Linked DNA regions of Arachis hypogaea: region 2 is linked to region 1. Evidence: chromatin contacts called from public Hi-C data. All regions are on one chromosome and are shown on one strand. The core of a region is the stretch at or near the end of the contact, and the rest is flanking DNA. Distances in the headings are between cores, read along the strand shown. Region 1 has its middle 21 kb from the start of LOC112696553. Region 2 holds the start of LOC112696556 (histidine--tRNA ligase, chloroplastic/mitochondrial).

Evidence for each region. Hi-C and Micro-C count contacts between places; a contact is called where the count stands out from the background.
Region 2: a Hi-C map of leaf shows a contact between it and region 1, with 2.7 times the contacts expected there. The contact joins the promoter of LOC112696556 here to the enhancer-like site in region 1. A contact is called at or near these places in 2 of 8 Hi-C or Micro-C datasets (leaf and an unstated tissue).

What each region holds. Positions count from the first base shown.
Region 1 is chr6:38,831,382-38,836,969 of arahy.Tifrunner.gnm2.J5K5, reverse strand. No RefSeq gene overlaps it. Among protein-coding and RNA genes, the nearest start is that of LOC112696553, 21 kb to the left of the region's middle. Within about 2 kb of position 2,374, at least 1 of the 3 cell types and tissues checked has open chromatin away from gene starts, as enhancers often do.
Region 2 is chr6:39,247,698-39,253,285 of arahy.Tifrunner.gnm2.J5K5, reverse strand. LOC112696556 (histidine--tRNA ligase, chloroplastic/mitochondrial) reads right to left here and starts at 3,276. Exons shown (of 11, transcript XM_025749364.3): 1 at 2,679-3,276; 2 at 2,451-2,546; 3 at 2,154-2,242; 4 at 1,921-2,050; 5 at 1,513-1,605; 6 at 1,162-1,236; 7 at 121-238. The coding sequence starts at 3,017.

The DNA of each region.
Region 1 (5,588 bases), core at 1,125-3,624:
GTTCACTCACAACTATCAATTGCTACTAGAATGTTAGGAACTAAATTTGAGAATAATCACTCATTATACTCTTGCGACCAAGTGATTATGTTAGTTAGGAAAGTTGTAGAGGATCCGAGTGATATTCCCAAGAACTATTACGGAGCCAAGAAGGTTTTTCGTAATTGGGGTCAAAGGCTGTTAAAATATATTGTTGCTTTAACAACTGTATGATACATTACAAGGATGATGAAGAGCAAACTGAGTGTAAGTTTTTTTATTTGCCGAGATTTGTCCCGGTAAATATACTAAGAAAGTTCCATACAAGTGAATGCGTTATTTAACCCTAATCCTTAGGCTCCAATAGTTGCACACTTCAATGAGTCTTCTACTCACCTGAGGTGGCATTTCAACAACCTCCAAACAGATAATCTCATAACCTATCCTTTTCATAAGGAAGAATGTTTTCAATTTGATAAAAATAACACCCACATTTTGCAGCCGAACCTAGAAATATCAGGCTTGGTCTTTGTTTTGATGGATTTGTCCCTAACATCCACTTTAGTATCCATTATTTATGTTGGCCTGTCATTTTTTCTCTTACAATCTTTTGCCTAATATGTATATGAAAGATCCTTATTTGCTCTTAACTTGTGTTATTCTCGACCTAGATAATCTGAAAGTCAAAATAGATGTATATCTTCCACCCATCGTTGATGAATTGAACCAGTTGTGATATCTTAGATTTTAACTTATGATGTGTCATCTAAAGTCAACTTTACACTTAAGCCACCTTAATTTGGACAATTAAAATTTTTCTGGTTATTGGATGTTGTCCAATTAGATGGCACAGGAAAGTTATCCTATCCAATTTGCATGGAGGACATTAAGGCTTCTCAACTTAAGTACGTTGGAAAAAAAATCTTGATTTGATTGTCACGGAAGGTTTTTATTTGAGAATTATTTCTACATACACAATCAAACTACATTTAGGAAGAATATTGAGGGACATGAGGAGCCTCCTGTCAGATTGAGTGGTGAAGAGTTGTGGTTAAAGGGTTATCCCAGAGTAGTTGACACAGGCCATTAGTTACAATTTTTTGGTTATGATAACGAACATAACTAGACTAAGAAGAGTATATTTTAGAACTTACTGTATTGGAAGGATCTTCATGTCCGTTATTTTCTCGATGTGATGCATATCAAGAAGAACGTGTTCAACAATGTCATCTACACAGTAATGGATAGTCATAGAACCTAAGATAACCCCAAAGCTAGGCTAGGCTTAGAAGGCCAGGACAAAATCTTATGTTAATGGGGATGGTAGATAGGCTAAGCCAAAAGAGTGTTATGTTTTTAACTTTAGAACAAAATTAAACACGTGTCGGTGGTTATAAGAGGTGAGGCTTCTTAATGGTTATGCCTTCAACCTTAGCAGGTGTTTTAATGTCACTCATCAAAGACTTCATGGCACGAAAAAAGTTGTAATTGTCATGCTTTCATGGAATGCCTACTCCTGGTGGCCTTGAGAGAGTTTTCTGATCAAGTTTGGAAGCTATTAACAAAGCTTAGTCAAGGTTTTAGAGATTTGTGTTCTCTCTCTATCTGTAGAAAATCTTTGTGTAGTAGAGCACAACATTCCAATCATCCTTTGTAAGCTAGAGAGAATCTTATCTACTGGCTTTTTTAACGTCATAGAACATCTCCCTATTCACATGGCATACGAATCACATGCATGTGACTCGGTACAGTATCGATGGATGTATCCCTTTGAGTGTCAAGTTGGTGTTTATAAGAGGTCATTCAAGAATAGAGTCGGGTAGAAGGGTTCTACATGTGAGGCGTACATGTTGAAAGAAACTACCTACTTCTGTTTTTACTACTTTGAACCTCTCGTGAAATCTAGTCGCACAAGAGTAGGTCGTAATGATCCCGATGATGAAGGTTCGTTTGAGCCAATGGTGTCTATCTTCAATCAAGTTGGCACACTTGGGTGAAGGAAAAAAAATTGGTGGTTGAACTTCACAGAAGTGAACATAGCTCACCTACAGATTCTCCTAAATTGTTTTAAAGTCAATGAAATCATAAGGTAATTAAGGAATATGAGGATGGTGACAGTGATGATAATTTTACCTCTCTGTCTTCTAATGAATCCAAGTAAATATGTTTATTATATATTTACCATGTGTTTTATTTTATCAATTTATTGTTATTTTGAGTGTCTTATTATAACAATATGTATCCAACTTCTTTTACTCATACTTGGTTTAGGTGATATGGCACGAGATAGCAATACGAGGATGACGTGATGATGGGAGGGGTATTGCCATAAGGGATGCCCATCCCACTTGATTTAGGTGCATCGTCAACATGCACCCAACCTACTACCACCACGACTACTACCGCTCTTGTGATTTTTGCACCGACCTTGTCACCCAGGTTGTAGTCACAGCTGTTATAGGGGTTAGACCCTATCAGCATGATCCTGACTCTAGGTCTATCTTTTGATATGAGTGGCTTTCAAACACAGCCATAACCATATATACATCCTCAGCCTCAGCCACAATCTCAGTCACAGCCATGGTCTCAGCACAACCATAGCCTCAACCCCAGCCATAGCCACATACATAGAATTAAACACAACCATTGTTTTAGCCACAGTCTTAGGCTCAGACTTGGCCACGGCCATAGCCACAGCAACAAAGAAGGTGTCACATCTATGCAGCCTGCTAATCTGAGGTTGGTATAAGATGGAGTTGGTTGGTATTTACGTCTTCAATTAACTTATGTAGAACATGCATATATAGTAATGTCTAACTTGGTTGATCATAGTTAGGACCTTTCGAGACCTAGGATGGAACATATTACTTGGGTTTTCAAGATCCACTATAAGTGGTTTAATTCATACTTATCATGGCTTCAGATGAAATTCACAATCTTTTGTGGCGACTATTTAAGGTAATTAGTTTTTTTTTTAATTTCAGATTACAAACTTGTTTCTTTCTCTTGTTTTTGGTATTGCAGTACCACTTTGAGCTTGTCCCGAGAGAAGAGTAGAAGATTTACAATGCCTGGCGGGTAAAAGATACCAAGTGTCTCCGGGAGATGCTATCAAACATTTGCAACAACGGTACTCTTGTAGACTGAATCCCAGACGATATTCTCACCCGACTAAAGGAGTATTCAAACTCAAATAATTATGGGTGACCTGGACTAAGGCACGAGGCAGTAGAGCTTCCGAGATTGGTGGATCCATGCACACGGGAGGATCAACTACTTATAGGGTGACAAAGAAAAAGATGGTTCGTATTATTTAAATTTTTAATTATGTTATTAATTTGTCTACTTTAGTATTGATTAATATGATACATAATGACTTATTGTAATTCTAAACCCTTTTCACAGCGTTTGATTACATTGATGGCGTCGCCTTCAATAAAATAAAATTCACTAATTTGTCCACGCCTTAATTTATCAACGGCCATGAGTACTGGTAATATTATTTTAGTTTTATCGATGACTTGGGGACGCCAATAATATTTATCACGATTCACCAAAGTTAAATTAACTAACAACTATTTATCGATGACCAGGTAAAAAAAAAGAGATAAAGACAAAAAAGAAAGATGAGGGGGGAGGGAGGAGGGAATGGTGGTTTTAGGTCACACTTAACATTTACTGTGATTAGAATCTACTAGTTACAAAATTTAAATCAATATAAAAATTTAATTGTAAACTTTAAATTATATAGACCTTGTTATAAATTTGATAAAACTACAAGGACTGACATAGTAATTGAATCTAAAAATAATACGCTAGTCTATTTAAAGATTAAGATATCCTAAATAAAATAAATTTTAATTTTTAAATAAATTTTATTTTTTCATATATTACTATATATAAACTCCCTATAAAAATATTTAAATTTTTTATTTTCCTTCGATAATAGCAACAATTTTGAATGTACTTTTTCAGTTATAAAAATTATTTAAACAAAATTTTGAAAAAATCTAAAGACAACTTTTCACAGATTATATAATTGCATATATTAAAAAAAATATTACTTTATTAAAATTTTAATGACCGATGATTTTTATAGCGGATCAAATTTAAAAGTATTAAAATCTTAAGATATGTTATTGAAGACTTTTATAATGTAAATTATATTTTGTTAATTTTTATTACACTTTAATTTATTTAATTTTGTATGTAATTTAGTTCTTTCTTACAAAATTTCTTATTCTAACACTCGTTGAGATGATGAATAATATAAGATGATGTGAGTAAAATATAATTTAAAAATATATTCGAATTATATATATATATATATATATATATATATATATATATATATATATATAAACAAAATATATTACATGCCACTTTTTTTAATTGAAATTAAAATTAAAATTTTTTTTCTTTCTCTTTCTCTTTTTTTTTTATTTATCTCATTATTTCTTCATTCATTCTATCTTTTTTATATATCATTATCAATGACTAATTACAAATTTGACAATCAAAATATACAATATAATATTCTCTAATTGTAATTAAAATTAAAATATTAAAATTTAATATAACTATATTAATGAGATAAAATATTTTCCTCCAATATTAATAAAGTTTTTTCCTCCATCCTCTTATCTACATCTCTTCCCTTCTTTATTTCTCTTTATCTTTCCTACTCTATATATAACTTATAATTTATATTATATATTACTAATTTGACAAACTAAAATATATCACGAGATATTCTTTTATTACAATTAAAATAAAATTTTTCCTCTAAAATTAACAAACTCGTGTAAATCATGTTGCTTGTATGTGAAGTTTGTATTCATAGGTTTTGATGAATGACAAACCAACAAACGACATGAAAGACAAACCAACAAACAACTTGAATGAACAAGCATGATTGAAAGATCAACCAACATTCAACGTTAAGGAATGAAGAGTTGAAAGCAACACAACAACAACAAGAAACTCAAGTCCACAACATTTGAAGACAAGTATAGTGTCTTAGGACTTAGGTAACTTCTTGTTAAGAACCAATTGCTAAATCTCTCAACACACACTCACAAAATGTTTTGATTATCATATCATATGCATATCTTGCAATTCGATGCTAGCCAAATGGTTTAAAACTTGTTTTCAAAGGTACAAAAGCATAGGAATTGACTCCAACAAGTTTGAGATCAATCCTAAGTATTTTGAAGTGATTTTAAAGCCATTCTTTAAGGTTTGCATCGATGCACACTCATCTTGCATCGATGCAAAGCATGCAACGACTTGTTGCATCGATGCAAAGATGTTTGCATCGATGCAACCTAGCTGAAAATTCAAATTTCAGCGTCAAAGACACATTTGCATCGATGCAAAGTGTTATGCATCGATGCAAATAATTCAAAAACATAAAAAACGGCTAGTTTTGACATAAAGGCTCCATCCCATTAATTCCCCAACGTTTCTAAGGTTTGGGGAATCTATAAATAGATGGATTGAAGCCTTATTTCATTGACTTGAATTTTTGAAAACTATCTTGTTCATATTCTTTTATTCTACACTTTTTTTAAGGTGTTATAATACACAATTTGAGAGAGAAATATCAA
Region 2 (5,588 bases), core at 2,027-4,526, 420 kb before region 1:
TCATTGTGCTTCCAAATGATATATTGAACATAAAATTTCATTGACTAGAAACATATAATTTCCAGGAAATTTCACAAACTATTAAAAAGTGTTAGAACAAATTAACTGTAGAAGTTGAACCTTCTAACCCTGTCAATGACTTTACAGAAAGGACTTGCAAAAGCTCCTCGACAGCCTCTTGTGATACACCAGCAGCCATCAACTCTTTCTTTACCTCATCAACTGGAATTTTCTCGATCTATAAAAAATAAAAAGCAGTGAATTTATTTCAAATTATAAACAAGTTGGCAAGGCAAAATGCCAGAATATGAAACTTCTGTCACCCCAAAGACAGGTGAATTAGAAGTAGATAAAAGCATATGGATCAGAGAGAGATAGAAGAGCAGAGCAGAGGATGCAGACACGATCAGAAGCCTAGACACAAAATTCCCAATTGATGACACTTTAAGCATCACAATATAATAAATTCAACATTCAAGGGAATCCAAGAATGTTATTATGAATGACTTCATTCAAATCTTATTTACAACTTTGGAATGATATTGGGGGAGTGGTATATTAATTTACACCCACACATGCATATATATGCTAAGTTACATTATTTGCTTTTTTCTCTCTTTCTCTTCTCATGGTTTTATTGTCAGGATGAATATCTTTAAATTAGTCTGTTTGTGACTCTCATGATAGATGGCCTATAATAGAGTGAGCCATTGTGCTTCTTGAGACTAGGAGTTAAAAGATAAATCATGTCGCAACTCTTTGATAGAGGCAATCAGCACAGGCATAGCTTTTCTTACTTTACATTCTGAAAACATAGTTTATGCAACACAGGTTGCCGAAACAAAAAAATTGACTGGTGGGCCACCTAGAAGATAGAAGTAAATAAATGAATAAATAAATAAAAAGAAGATAAAAATAAGGCATTGCTGTAGATTTGGTTTTGTTGGTGTTGACTTAAGCCATTGGAATCATCATTTGCATATTGAACTTATTCTTAGATAAGGGTGAATCATAAGCATCCCCATATCATTATTCCAACTAATATAACATTATGTTGCTTGACATTTACAAAGTATAACAAAGACAAGCCATTATATCTTCAACCACCATCAATTGAAAAAATAAAATCATGCAAAAATAGCAAAGAGTTGTACAACTCACTTTGTCAATAATGACGCAGACCTTGCCAAATAAACTTTCAGGTATGGAATAACACTTCAATACTTCCTGTAGAACCTGGAAAGCATGGAAATAAATAACAGTGTAAGACGACCGCGAAACCGAGACAACACCTAGAATCACATGAATATGTAAGAACATAAGAACCAAAAACTTCTTATTGAAGACTGCAACTACCTACAAATCTGTAAGATATTAAAGGAGAAGTGCAGCACAAGTAGAAATACGAAAGGAAAAATAGGTAGATCAAAGAAGAAGAAGTGCAGCACAAGTAGAAATACGAAAGGAAAAATAGGTAGATCATCAATATATGGGAAAAGTAAAACTTTGAACCTTTCGGCTGGAAACTTTAAACCCAACATCGGATTCTTTAATTCCTATTCGCTTGAATAAAGTGACGATAGACGATATAAGCTCTGCTTCAGCCTACAATATATATTAAAAAAAAAAGCTGACAAAAAAGCATATTAAAACTATCACAATTCAATGCATTCAACAATATTGTCAGCACAGTAATTCAAAAGTATAAGGTACACAAATGAGAACCAAGCATGAACATCCACCAAGCCATGTCTAATAGACAATATAAATAACCAAGAAAACAAAAAGCTCATGACTTTATTACAAGGAACATTCAGACAGTTTCATTATATGATGAAATAGTTCCTGCTGAATCAGACTGAGTTCCTGCTGAATCAGACTGAGTTCCATGCTCAAGTGTGTGTAACATTTAGCACATACCATAACACCAGGAACACCAATGATGTCCATATTCCACTGGTAATGCTCACGACGGCGCCCCCTTGTCATTCTCTCATACCGCCAACATTGTCCAACAGTGAACCACTTCAATGGCAGTGGTACAGACTTGCTGGGAAGAAAAAACACTAACATAAGGATGAGAATTTGACATCCACATGCAAAATCCACTATAGCTATACCGGTCAAATTAAAATATCAAAATTAAAATTTACCCTTTCTGTATCACCAGCCTTGCCAAAGAAGGAGTAAGTTCTGGCCTCAGTGCAACACGACGATTACCCCGGTCTTCGAAACAATAAAGCTGCACAAACGAAAATGTATAGATTACATTTTCATATTCCTCCAAAACTCGTCGTTGCACTTTCCTTCTCTTCTATTTTAATTTGTAATTTATGATTTCCTATTTCCTAACCACACTACAAGCATGCTGCTTCAGTGCAATTTCCGTCAAAGTACAATCCAGAGCACCATACGGAGACACTGACACATACCTAAAGCAAAAGAGTTACCTGGTCCTTAATCTCCTCCCCTGCTTTCCTAGTGAACAATGCCTCATTCTCAAGCACAGGAAAATCAACCTCCTCAAATCCATATAAACGCGAAACCTAATCCATCCAAATAGATAAATTCCATAATCTGAAGCTAAACACTAGAACCAAATCGAATCATAAACAGGCATATGCATAAAGTAGTATTGAAGCTTTTCAAGTAAATTCAAGTGAAAAATCAAATAAAACCTCTTTGAAATTGTTGAAGAGCCAGTTGCGCAAGCGCATTTCCTCAGGCGGGAAATCACGCGTCCCCTTGGGAGGGTTCACGTCGATCCTCTGCACCTCTCCAGCGACTATAGGACCGGGAGATAAAGCTCCAGATCTTCCGCCACCGCCGCTCTGAGAGTCGGTCTCCGCCGCCGGCGAGAGTGAAGAGTGGACTCTGGCGGCGGTGAACTTGATTCCATTGAAGGAGAGCGGTGAAGTAGAGAGCTGGTAGGTGAAGGAACGGAAGAGAGGGTTGAAGTAGGAGTTGAAGCGTGGCTGAAGGATGAGGTACGAGCACGAAAATGGAGTTGCAGGCATGGTTGCTGGCTTCTTGGCGGAAGAGACAGCACACACACACTTTCCTGGTTTCCTACATAGGCGGATAACGGTTTAGTGGGCTTCTTGGGCCCTCATGTAATTTGCGCCGAATCTTCCAAAATCAGTAAATTAGGCCCAATTTGGGCCTCAAATGGCATTGTAGAAAGAAAAGTAGAAACCAAAATCAAAACCAAAAAAAAAATCTGACCAAAAAAAGAAAGAACAAAAATTCAATACCAAAAATAGAAAGGAAAGAAATAAAAAAAAAGGAACAAACCTAGAGTATAAAAAATATTATGAGAAGAGTTCGAACCCCGCCTTGTGCATGTAGCAACCCATTGGCCAACGGCAGACCCTTAAATGAAACTCAGATTCGCGACGGATTAGTCCTTAACCTGTCGGGTTGGGGGATACCGTTTGGTAAACCAAAAAAAATATATATATATATATTATGAAAAATATTAAGGGGTGAACACTTTTTATTAAGAGTTTAATTTTGATCAACTGGAAGTGTAAAATTTTTTACATCGTCATCCAATTATATCCGTTCTTTTAAACCATCATTCATGTTATGCGGTTAATGAAAAAAGTAGCTATTTTTACGTAATCGAATGCACATGTATAATTACTTTAGATGAACAATGCATCAAAATTAAATTTTTTTATTAATATTAGACAACATTTTTAGCCAATATTATTTCAATACTATTAAGATTTATGCTTTCGAATTTAGTATTTAAAGTATAAAGTGTTGGCTAGAAATAATAAATTTTGATAGACATGTAGTATTGTTTCAAAAAATAAAAAAAAATTAAAAAAATAAAAAATAAAACAAAAATACTTATTCCCTTATCATTTTCTGCATTGTTATCAATAACCAAAAAGATTAATTTCACTCTATTTCTAATAAAAAACTCAATTTTATAAACCCTAAACCATAATTAGTGAAAAATAACTCTGATTACTAAAATACAAAATTTGTTTCTCATACTATTTCAATTGATCAAACTCGCATTTAGTTGAGGCAACAATATCTTTCAAACAAACAAGCAAGTTCATTTGGATAGAACATGGAAGCACATGGTAGTGCTACATCTGGTTTGGATAGGTGAATACACCATCCAAGGAAATAGGAAAAGGGTGGAGGAAAACAGTGATGACTACAACCATTTTAGAAACAGAAAAACAACCACACAGGGATTATAACTATTTCTATTAGCATCAGTTATTAGCAGTTACAATCTTGAATCTTATACAGACTTACTTCCAACACAACATGAGCTGCATGGTGGCACAGAAACCTGCCACCTTCTGACAAGTGTCAACCAATCACAATCTGTTTTCGATTATTCAATTATTTGTCTATAAGTCTCTTTAGACAAACTGTAACTACCTCTTTTAATGAGGATTTTTTTAAGCTAAAATTCGAAATAAAAATTTTATCAAATAAAACGAAGCATAAATAGCTACTAAATATATTGGTAAATTAGTAAAAAACTATGATGCATCGATACTGACACAGACACAAAACACAACACGACACGGAATACGCCGACACGCGAATTTTAAAATCTTACATGACACAGTGACACGCATACATGTAAAATATAAAGTATTTTTTAGATAAACTATAATGATATTTTAATATTTTATTGATATTAAAATATAAATTAATTTTTTAAATTATTTTTAATGTCTTATTTTAATTATATCAAGTATTTAAAATTTTTTTGTTTTAATAAATAATAATATATACTATATCTAAAATTATTTCAAAAATATATATTAAGAATAAAATCAGACACACTGACACGTGATGGTATTTAGGTGTGTCCGGAGAAAATTTTTTTATTTTTTATTGAGATACGGTTTGGACACAACAGACACGCGTGTCAGACAAGTGTTGGTGAGTATTGTGTTCGAAATATATCCGACACGCAAACACGGCAATTCAGCAAGGTATCCGTGTTTCATAGGTAAAAAAGAAGAATGTATTACAGTTTAACAACGGAATTTATTAGTTACTTTATCTCGGTACCAATTTTATCATTTTAATAAAATTCTCATGTGATTTTCATACCCAAATTTAACTTCTTAATACTCAAAAGACACAACTATTGAAACAACTTGTATACATTCTATTACGAATTTATTTTTAATATATTGTCAATTATAAAAGTAATATATATAATTACGTAATAAAAATTATAATTATTCATATTTACATGGAGTAAACTCTTTTGTTATTAATTAAATATAAAGGACCAAAGGCAGGGCAAGGCATGCATCATGGCACACATAGGAATGGATGTGACGCATCTAGACTACAAAGACAAAGAAATTGACCCATGTTACACATTTTTTGTTGGATGCAAAAAGCATAGAATCCGATAGAAAACAGCCTTGTGTTTTCAACACGGTTTTGCTCTTAGTGTCGTTTGGTCCATTACCATTTTACAAATTACAATACAAATTTAATGCATATTCTTATTAATGTGAAACTACCCAACACTTATGCTGCTAACCCCCTGCTGGTTGTCTTTCTGGACAAATTTTACTTGTATGTCATGG